Regions from separate parts of the Mus musculus genome. Here region 2 is linked to region 1. The links are chromatin contacts, called in public Micro-C maps. All regions are on one chromosome and are shown on one strand. Each heading gives the region's core, a stretch centred on a gene start, on an enhancer-like site or on the middle of the called end of the contact. The rest is flanking DNA. Distances are from core to core; before and after follow the strand shown.

Region 1 (4,555 bases), core at 1,509-4,008:
AGAGAAGAGTGTAAAGTGCCATGAGCTAAGCTCTGTCACCTGATTTCAGTGTGGCCTCAGAGCCTCACACGAGGCAGTGAGTGGCAGATGGTTCTGTATGTTTGTCATTTTGGCTTGCTGCAACCAAGATTGCCTTGCCACTAGCTAGTGACCTTTTGGCAGCTCTAGCCATCAGATGTGAGTGGGAGTCTGAGTAGCTACCCAGATACCCTTAAAGAAAAGCAAGACACAGGCAGCCATCTGGGCAGCTGGAATGTGGGAGCGTGTTTCTCCTGTTACGTATGAAGCTGTGACACCATCTGCCTGAAAGATTACTTCTGGTTCCATAGGAGAAGACAATGAGGTGCTTTACCTTTTAAAAAAAACGTTTGTTTATGTTCGTGCGTGTGTGCGTTCATGCGTGTGCATGGTTACAGGGTTATCTCCTTCCATTGTGGATTCCAGGGATCAAACTCAGGTCATTAGGCTTGGTGTCAAGCGCCTTGGTGAGACATCACCTATTTTTGATTTTTGAGATAGAATCTTACTGTGTTGCTCAGGCTGGCCTCAAGTAATGGCTCCTGAGTAGCTGGGGCTACATGTATGCCTTCCTGCCCAGACGCCACTTTATTAAAGCTTTTATTATTTTTTGCATTTTTTATTGTTTATAACCTAGATCTGATCCTGATGCTTGAACAATGACAATTTCTGCCTTTAAATAATTTATGTGCCTTTAGAAAAAAATGCCCAAATGAGAATTGAAGTCATACTTTATGGACTGTTTAGAAAATAATACCGGATAGTGTATGTTTAAATGCCAAGTCAGTGCACAAAGTAACTCCTAGCCCGATTACCTAAAATAAAACCTGCCACTTAATCAAACTGTTTCAAAGTCTCCCATTCATCATCCTGCTTTCAAATGTTGATCATATAAATCCAGGTATATATAAAACATCTATTATGTGCCAAGCACAGACCTAAAAGCCCATGAACAAATGACCAGGAGCTGATTGATGCTCATATATCTTTGAAGGAGGCAAAAGAGTTAAAATGATAATTCTAGATGAAGGCTATAAAAGAGCCAATCTCCACAATAAGAGAGTGATTAAGAGAGGGATGTCCTTAAGATGGCCAGGGAAGGGCCTCTGGGAGAGGACACTTGGAGACCTGGAAAATAGGAGAAGCCATTAAAAAGCCCTGGAAAACGTTGAAGGTGAGGGAGATGCAGAGGAGGTAAGGCAAAGTGAAGAGGTGCGCTGTGTGTGTGTGTGTGTGTGTGTGTGGCGGTCTCTGCTCATTATGTGTGTGTGTGTGTGTGGTGTGTGTGTGTGTGTGTGTGTGTGTGGTGTGTGTGTGTGTCTGTGTGTGTGTGTGTGGCGGTCTCTGCTCATCATGTGTGTGTGTGTGTGTGTGTGTGTGTGTGATGTGTGTGTGTCTGTGTGTGTGTGTGTGTGTGTGTGATGTGTGTGTGTCTGTGTGTGTGTGTGTGTGTGTGTGTGTGTGTGTGTGTGTGTGTGGCGGTCTCTGCTCATCAGAAGGATGGATGGCCAGAGGAATGGGCTGATCAGATCTGAGAGCTAGAAAACATAATAAAAGAAACCCAGTGATCACTGGTATGGAGAACTTAGACACATTTTAGATAAATGAATCATACAAAGAAAAAGTAGCCAGAGTGCAAGACTATCAGAGCTTTTCCAAGGGCACATCATGCCGATTGTTACAGTTCTAACGCTACAAGACAATAAATGCTTAGGGAATAATGCCAGTACTGTAGGCTTACCATAGTATCTTTAATAACTGTAGATGTCCAGCCTTCAAAAGTACAAAACCGATGAACCCTTTCTCCATGAGGACAATCAAAACATCGCTCAGTGTCATAGCCATAATTCAACAGCATCCTGAGCATGACTTCATCTTTCAATGTGTATTGTAGCGCTGATGGGAAATGCAAAGGGTTAACGCGGCAGAAGTAGTTGACGTTGGCCCCGTGCCTCAGTAATAGACTTATGAGCTCATAGTTGCCCATCCTAAGAGCTATCTGTAGGCAGTTGACTGGGTCTTGATTGGGTAGAGCTCCAGCACTCAGAAGCAGCTTAACTGAAGGGAGGTCACCGTTTGAAACAGCAAAATACAAGGCTGACTTCCGTTGATCATCATAATGTTTACGGATTCTCTGATCCAGCATGAAATTCACATCAAATCCAGCCTGAATGAGAAGTTCCAGGCAGTGGGGGTGCGCCCCAGCTGCTGCGCAGTGAACCGGACTGATCCCGCTCTTCTTGATGGCTGCGATGTCTGTGACTGGGACCAATACCTTTAGAGCTCTGAGGAAGAATTTCAAAGTGCACTTTAGGTTGTTACGGTGCAGAGTTAACCTGCTTATGATACTGTTATCCCTACACTGAGTGCTATGTTAATCAGCCAGTATTTAAGACCTAACGGAAGTGAGAGTTCCTTCGTTAAGAAACTCAGATGTCAAGTAAAATTTAGAAGAACCACTCTTTTAGGTTAAAAACTCTGAATTAGCGGCAGTCATCTGAGACCCAAGGCTTTCTATATTTCGAAAGCAGTTCTTTAAAAACAAAACGAAACAACAACAACAACAACAACAAAAAAACCTGGTTACTACAATTTCCTGTTATTTACAATTACAGAATTTAACTTACAGGAAATGGCCTTTGTCAGCTGCCACGTGGATGGGCAGGTGGCCTGAACTCTTAGGAATGTTGGCATCAGCTCCATACTCTAACAACAGACTCACAGCTTCCGGATTCCCTCCTCTAACAGCTTCAAGTAACACAGAGGACGAGTCAGAGGCCTGACTGTGAACGTCAGCTCCTGGAAAGAAGCAGTCTCATTAGGCAAAGATTCTTTTCACTATATCACTTAAGCAATCTTAATGTCTGCTGAAAAGCAGTTAGGGGCTGGAGAGAGGGCTTAGCAGTTAAGAGCAATTGTTGCTCTTCCAAAGGACCAGGGTTTGATTCCCAGCAACCACATTGTAGTTCACAACCATCAGTAACTCAACCTGTCCTCAATTTTACCTAGGAAGAATTAGGGTCTTTTACTATAAACAGACTCTTGTGGGGCAATGGGCTACGCACAGACAGCCTGGTTTCCAGTCGAGGCTAGATCTTGAACCCCAGGCCCCGGTAGTGATAAATCACTTACATGGGACGGAAGGAGTTCTCTCATGTCTTCTGGACCCTGGCTCCTGTCGAGCTACCGCCCCCACAGCCCCCCACAGGAGAGGCGTGGCTATCAGCCCCTTAACGAACAGGACCAAGCCCTCTCACATGCAAATAAGGTTTCCCCCAAACTCTCAGCCCAAGCCAATGAGAGGGGCTTGCTGTCAAACTCTAAATCACTGCCAGGACTGTATATAGGAGAGCCATGCAGAGAGTAAAAGGAATGCGAGAACTATTCCTTTGTCTGGCGCTTTTGTTCCAAGAGGTGTAACACTTGGGAAGAGATCTTCTCTCCCGAAGAGCTGCGCCCAAGTTCCGCCTCATTCCTCACTGGATTGTTGGCTTTTCACTGATCCAGGCTCTGAGTTACCTGGAAGGCGTAGCAGAGGCTTCGTCTATCTCCCTGCCTGCACTCATTTCCCTCACTGGGGCTTTCCCACCCGGCCTGGATAGAGGTCTCCGTGGAAAACTTCTGGTACCTAGGCCCACAGTCTCTAATAACTTAAAAATTACAAATGTCCCCTTTCATCAAAGTACTGTTAAAAGACATGGTAAATATATAGTTGCTTCTTAATGCCACTCTCCATGCAAGTGAGTTATGGATTAGGGTGGCTTATATAAGACAGCCTAGAAAGAAAGCTGCCTTTTACCAAGTATTCTTACTGGAGTCCCAAGTGCCAAATGACATACTAAACTACACTGAAAGCCAACCGAACCGTTATTTAGAAACTACTTTTATCCCGTGGTTTTCTTCCCCAACTAGTTGATGTAGATAACACGAGAAAAGGGAGCCATATTTTATATCACCTTTGATTCTTAGTACTTTACTATCACAGGTGCTAATTGTTTTGTTTTTATATTTATTTATGCATATGAGTGTTCTGCATGTCATGTGCATCTCATGCATGTATGGTGCTCACAGAGGTCTGAAGAGGGCATCGAATCCCCTGAAACTGTAGTTACTGATGGTTGTGACTGGGACCAAATCCTGGTCCTCTGCAAGAACAATAATTGCTTGTAACTGCTGAACCATCTGTCCAGCCCCTAACTTTGATAGCTACAAGGATAAGTGTACCCATGTTTGTAGGGTAAGTGCCCTCCAGATCTAGGGCAGCAACTGGGAGGGGAGCGGGAAGGTGAAGAAAAGAAAGAAGTCTACATCAATGTCTCAGGGAAGCCGAGCACATCTGAGCATCTTTATATCTCAATGGAAGGATGTGCCTTTACTTTAGAACAGACTCCTTATCACAAGGGCTGCACAAGACCCGCGTTCCTAGAATGCACTAAGCAATCTAATAAATGGTTTTTGAGTGTTAACAATGTCCCAGTCCCTTTATCTGTGTAAAAATTTCTAAACTTGGGACTAGAGAGAGAGCAGTGGTTAAAGC
Region 2 (4,555 bases), core at 964-3,463, 59 kb before region 1:
AGGTCACTATCTTGAAAGCTTTCTCTTCTTCCTTCTCTATCCCCCTCTCCCCATCTCTCTCTGGCACAGACTCTCACTGTGTAGTCCTGGTCTCTCTCTCTCACTGTGTAGTCCTGGTCTGTCTCACTGAGTAACCCTGGTCTGTCTCCCTGAGTAGTTCTGGTCTGTCTCTTTGTGCAGTCCTGGTCTGTCTCCCTGAGTAACCCTGGTCTGTCTCACTGTGTAGTCCTGGCTGGTCTTCTAGACTAGGTGGCTTTCAGCTTGCAAGGATCCTTGAACCTCTGCCTCCTGAATGCTGGGAATATGGACATGTGTCAACACACCTTACTTGAAAGTTTTGCCTCTTTACAGCCAGGTGCATTGTGCTCGTAGTAGCTGAGTAAGAAAGAAATATCAAGAATAAAATACCTGCCAGGGAGTGGTGGTGCATGCCTTTAATCCCAGCACTTGGGAGGCAGAGGCAGGCAGATTTCTGATTTCAAGGCCAGCCTGGTCTACAGAGTTTGTTCTAGGACAGCCAGGGCTATGCAGAGAAACCCTGTCTTGAAAAAAACCAAAAAAACCAAACAACAACAACAACAAAGAAGAAGAAGAAAGGAAGGAAGGAAGGAAGGAAGGAAGGAAGGAAGAAAGAAAGAAAGAAAGAAAGAAAATACCCATAATACAAGTGGGAACCTTTCATACAACAGAAGAATTGGCTCCAAACCATCTTTCTTCAAAACTAAAGATCTCTTCAGGAGGGTGACTATTTGATAGAGAATTTAAGGAATGGATTCGCATAAAATGGCTATACCACTGAAGGTAATTCCGTGGAACTATAATTCAAGTCTACCATAAAACGTCTGAAATGGGGCTGGTGAGATGGCTCAGTGGGTAAGAGCTCTTCCAAAGGTCTGGAGTTCAAATCCCAGCAACCACATGGTGGCTCAAAACCATCCGAATCAAGATCTGACTCCCTCTTCTGGAGTGTCTGAAGGCTGCTACAGTGTACTTACATATAATAAGTAAATAAATCTTAAAAAAAAAAAAAAAACTTCTGAAACAAAGTTTTTATCTTTCAAGAGACCATGGGGAAAATCTGGTAAACTCACAGCTTCCTCTTCATTACCATATTTGGATTTGCTCCAGTGTCTGGATTTGGGTCGAAGCAGCTGGAGAAGCAGGAAGCTAATACTCTTCTCCCAGCTTATCGTACTCTTTGAATGACAGTGGAATGGACTAGTGGACTAATGGGTAGATTTTTTTGGGAGATATTAATGATTTTGCCAATTTTTTTGCATATCGGTAAACTCACTGTACAACACTTCAGAGAAATAACGTGTGAAGCTGGAGAAAAGGGTGCATCAAGGCTGAATCCATAAAACACAACACAACAAAACAGTGTTAGCCTAGTCCTTACATGTCAAATCTCCAACTGTGTGAGCTTCACTCTACAGTCAAGGAGACCAGAGAAGTTCTTTGAGTCCTGCCAAACCTGACAATCGGTTTGCGAGAGAAGCCCTTTAATGACGGAAGGAAGTCCTCCGATAAATGTATCTTTAAATTTTTTTATTAAAAAAAAGTTTTCCTTTGTGATATACAAGAAATATAGTGGTCGTATTTTCAGCAATGACAAACTTGAAGACGAGGTAAGAACTAATGATTTGTCAACAAAATCAAGGGTTTTAAACTGATGCCGATAGGCAGGTGTCCAGGAGAAAAAAAAAAGTTTAGGGTCTACTACTCCAAATTAACTGTAAACCCCGTTAATGACACAATTTCGGATTCCACAGATTTGTGAGTTAACGCTCTTTGCAGGAGATAAGATTGAAAACTTGGAGCAGGGTTGGGAAGGTTATGACGCTAGGTGTAGGGATTTTTTTTCTTTGGTTGCTGACGAAATATGGTGCAGAAGTAAAACTGCCTCAGGTCCCCTCCGGCGGTCTTCACTCCGGGCTCAGGTTAGCTGTGCGCTAGCGTGACTCAGACAGCCCCCTACGTATTCAACTACGCGCGCCCGACGACGGAGGTCGACATCCCCACACTGCTCGGCCCGCACGGCCACTGCTCTGGTAGAGAACCCGCGGTCGGGGAGGAATTCCCGGTCAGCCCCGTAGCGGTGACAGACGTCGCGGCGAGCCAATGGGTGAGCTGGAGGCGGGGCTAGTGGGCCTAGGGGGGGCGGGATTTCCCGCGCGGCGGCCGCTGAGCTCTGGGCTGGGGCGGCGGCGCCTGCGAGAGGGCGGGCCGGGTCAGCTGCAGCAGGCGGGGCCACGCGCGGAGCTGTGGGCGGCTGCCGAGTGTCCTGCCGCCGCCCAGCCTTCGCCACGATGCCGGGGATCGACAAGCTGCCCATTGAAGAGACCCTGGAGGACAGTCCGCAGGTGAGGCGCGAGCGGCGGCTGAGGAGAGCGCGCGGCCTAGCGCGGGCCTGGAGCCTCAGGTGCCCGTGGCCCAGGTGGGCGCCGCCGCCCGGGGTCGCTGTCTGCCGGGGCCGCGCCCTACACTCCCGGGCCGGGCTGGAGGCCCGCGCGTACTCGCGCGGCTGGGCCACGGGCGGCCCGGAGACCGAGCGGCCGTCACTGTCTCCCGTGGGGCCTGGCGTTTGAGTCCGCGCCGAGTCGCCTTTGCATTTCACGGGAGGTGCTGTTTTTATCGCGATGATAGGATGTGAGATAAGTCCTGTTCGTGGCGTTTTCGGAGGAGGCCCGGCATTCGGGGGGACGGCAGTGGCTAGTTTTCTTAGGAAGGGTCTGCGAGGCGGAGTGTGCAACGCCGGTGGAAGCAGGAGTGCGTGCCTTGCTCCCCGTGCTGTGTCGGTGCCCGAGTCTCAGGCTGGTGGCTGTCACTTGAGCTGTGCACTGCGGGTGACGGAAGGCGCCTACGCTGCTTCGAGGAGGCTGAGCTTTGGGTAGCAGATTGGCCCGAATAAACTCATCAAAATGAAAGCCCTGTTTTTGTGCGTTAGGGATGATGCTGGTGTGGTTGCTCTGGCTGAAGACAGTTTGGGAAAAATAAAACGATTCGTTGGATTTCTTTTTCAGTACTTAATGACATCAATTGTGTTTTAAAAGGTGTTGGAGCCTCTAACTTGTGTAAACTTCATCTTTACGCCAGCCTTTATGTATAGTAAGGGATATAAAACAGTGTTGCAGGTAGATTTTTAAAAATATTGCTTGCTGAGAAGTACATACTTCATAGGCATTTGTAGTTTAATAAGTGGCCCTCCAACCAAAAAGAGGAAAAGAGAAGAGCTAGCGCTTGTTTTCCTGGATGGCACTTTTGTCATGGATTTTGTGCCAATTTTTATTTCAAAGTTAGAATTGTGCTCTGATTGTAGAATTGATTTATTCTTTTCTCTGAAGGCAATCTTTATAGGCCAGTTGCTAGGAGGTAATGTACTCTTATCAGATAATGTGAGAAAGAGAAAGCCACATATTTGTTTATCTCGTAGTTTAAATTGTGCGTAATGATTTTTTCAGTGTAAAGCCTTAAGATATATTTATTTCAGATGATTTGCTACAATTTTGTGGTTGTGTTAGTCAGAAGAATTTTATCATTTTTCTTTTTTTTAAGTTAAGACTCAGTATACTGTCTGAACTTCTTTTACCCAGCTGACTTTTTATAGCCCAATAAAGACTATAAAGAGAATGGGTCACACAGTGCCCTATCTATGATTTTCCATGTAGAGATAGTCCTGCATTTTCAGTATAAGTAGTTTACAACTTGAGTCAGACTCATTCTGTAGCTCAGACTAGCCTCAAACATGAGCTTCCTCCTGCCTCTGTCTGCTGAGTACTTACTGCAAAGCTTGAACCATAAGTATTTTCGGTTGTTATTGTTGTTGTCTTTTAATTTAAAATTTGTTTTTAGGTGTAAGGGTGTTCCATTTGTGTTTAACAGAGATTAGAAGAGGGTGTTGAATCCCCTGGAACTGGAGTTACTGATGGTTGTGAGCCATGATGTGTTGGAAATTGAACCTGGATTCTCTAGAAGAGCAGTCAATGTCTTAATTACTGATTTATCTCTCCAGCCCATTTTTAAATTTAAACTGATTTCTTTGGTACTGGGGGCTGGATCCAGGACCTTGCAGTTGCTAGGCAAAGCTGTACTACTAAGATAAATCCTCAATTTTGTTTTTATTTATTTATTTTTTGTGTGTATATGTGTTGCGCATGTATGTATGTGTTTGCATCTCTGTGTATATGTGCTCATGTGCATGGAGACTCAAAATTGAATAATCTTCCTTGATTGCTTTTCATCTATTTACTGTCACACGGTCTTACTCAGAGCCCTGGGTTTGAAGAAGCTTGCTCCAGGTATCCTGTCTTTCTTAAAAGTACTGAGAGTACTTGTGACCTCCACACTTGCCAGTCTTTACGAGGGTTCTAGGGAACCTGGACTCTGGTCCTCAAGCTTGTAGGGTAAGGGCTTTAATCTACTGAGCCACCTTCCCAGCCCTATTAGTATGTGATTATGTATGTGCAAGCACTCTACATGTAGAGGCTAGAGGGTGACCTCAGGTGTAGTTCCTCCTCAGCCTCAGCCTAGCTTAGTTTTTTGGTTGTTTTGTGTT

Evidence for each region. A called contact is a pair of places that touch in the nucleus more often than the background predicts.
Region 2: a Micro-C map of muscle stem cells shows a contact between it and region 1, with 2.2 times the contacts expected there. The contact joins the promoter of Appl1 here to the enhancer-like site in region 1. A contact is called at or near these places in 6 of 484 Hi-C or Micro-C datasets (the AML12 cell line, B cells, Sertoli cells and 3 more), 3 of 115 datasets of contacts at active chromatin or transcription factors (bone marrow-derived macrophages and embryonic stem cells) and 3 of 9 other capture datasets (adipose tissue, liver and pancreatic islet).

The regions. Positions count from the first base shown.
Region 1 is chr14:26,909,559-26,914,113 of GRCm38.p6, reverse strand. Asb14 (ankyrin repeat and SOCS box-containing 14) reads right to left here. Exons shown (of 10, transcript NM_001170748.2): 7 at 2,646-2,817; 8 at 1,760-2,303. Among named protein-coding and RNA genes, the nearest start is that of Asb14, 17 kb to the right of the region's middle. Within about 2 kb of position 2,758, at least 19 of the 459 cell types and tissues checked have an H3K27ac peak or open chromatin away from gene starts, as enhancers often do. A contact at or near this core is called in adipose tissue, muscle stem cells and pachytene spermatocytes, where this site is marked.
Region 2 is chr14:26,968,209-26,972,763 of GRCm38.p6, reverse strand. Appl1 (adaptor protein, phosphotyrosine interaction, PH domain and leucine zipper containing 1) reads left to right here and starts at 2,213. Exons shown (of 22, transcript NM_145221.2): 1 at 2,213-2,363. The coding sequence starts at 2,310. Gm41114 (a long non-coding RNA gene) reads left to right here and starts at 3,956. Exons shown (of 2, transcript XR_874477.1): 1 at 3,956-4,403.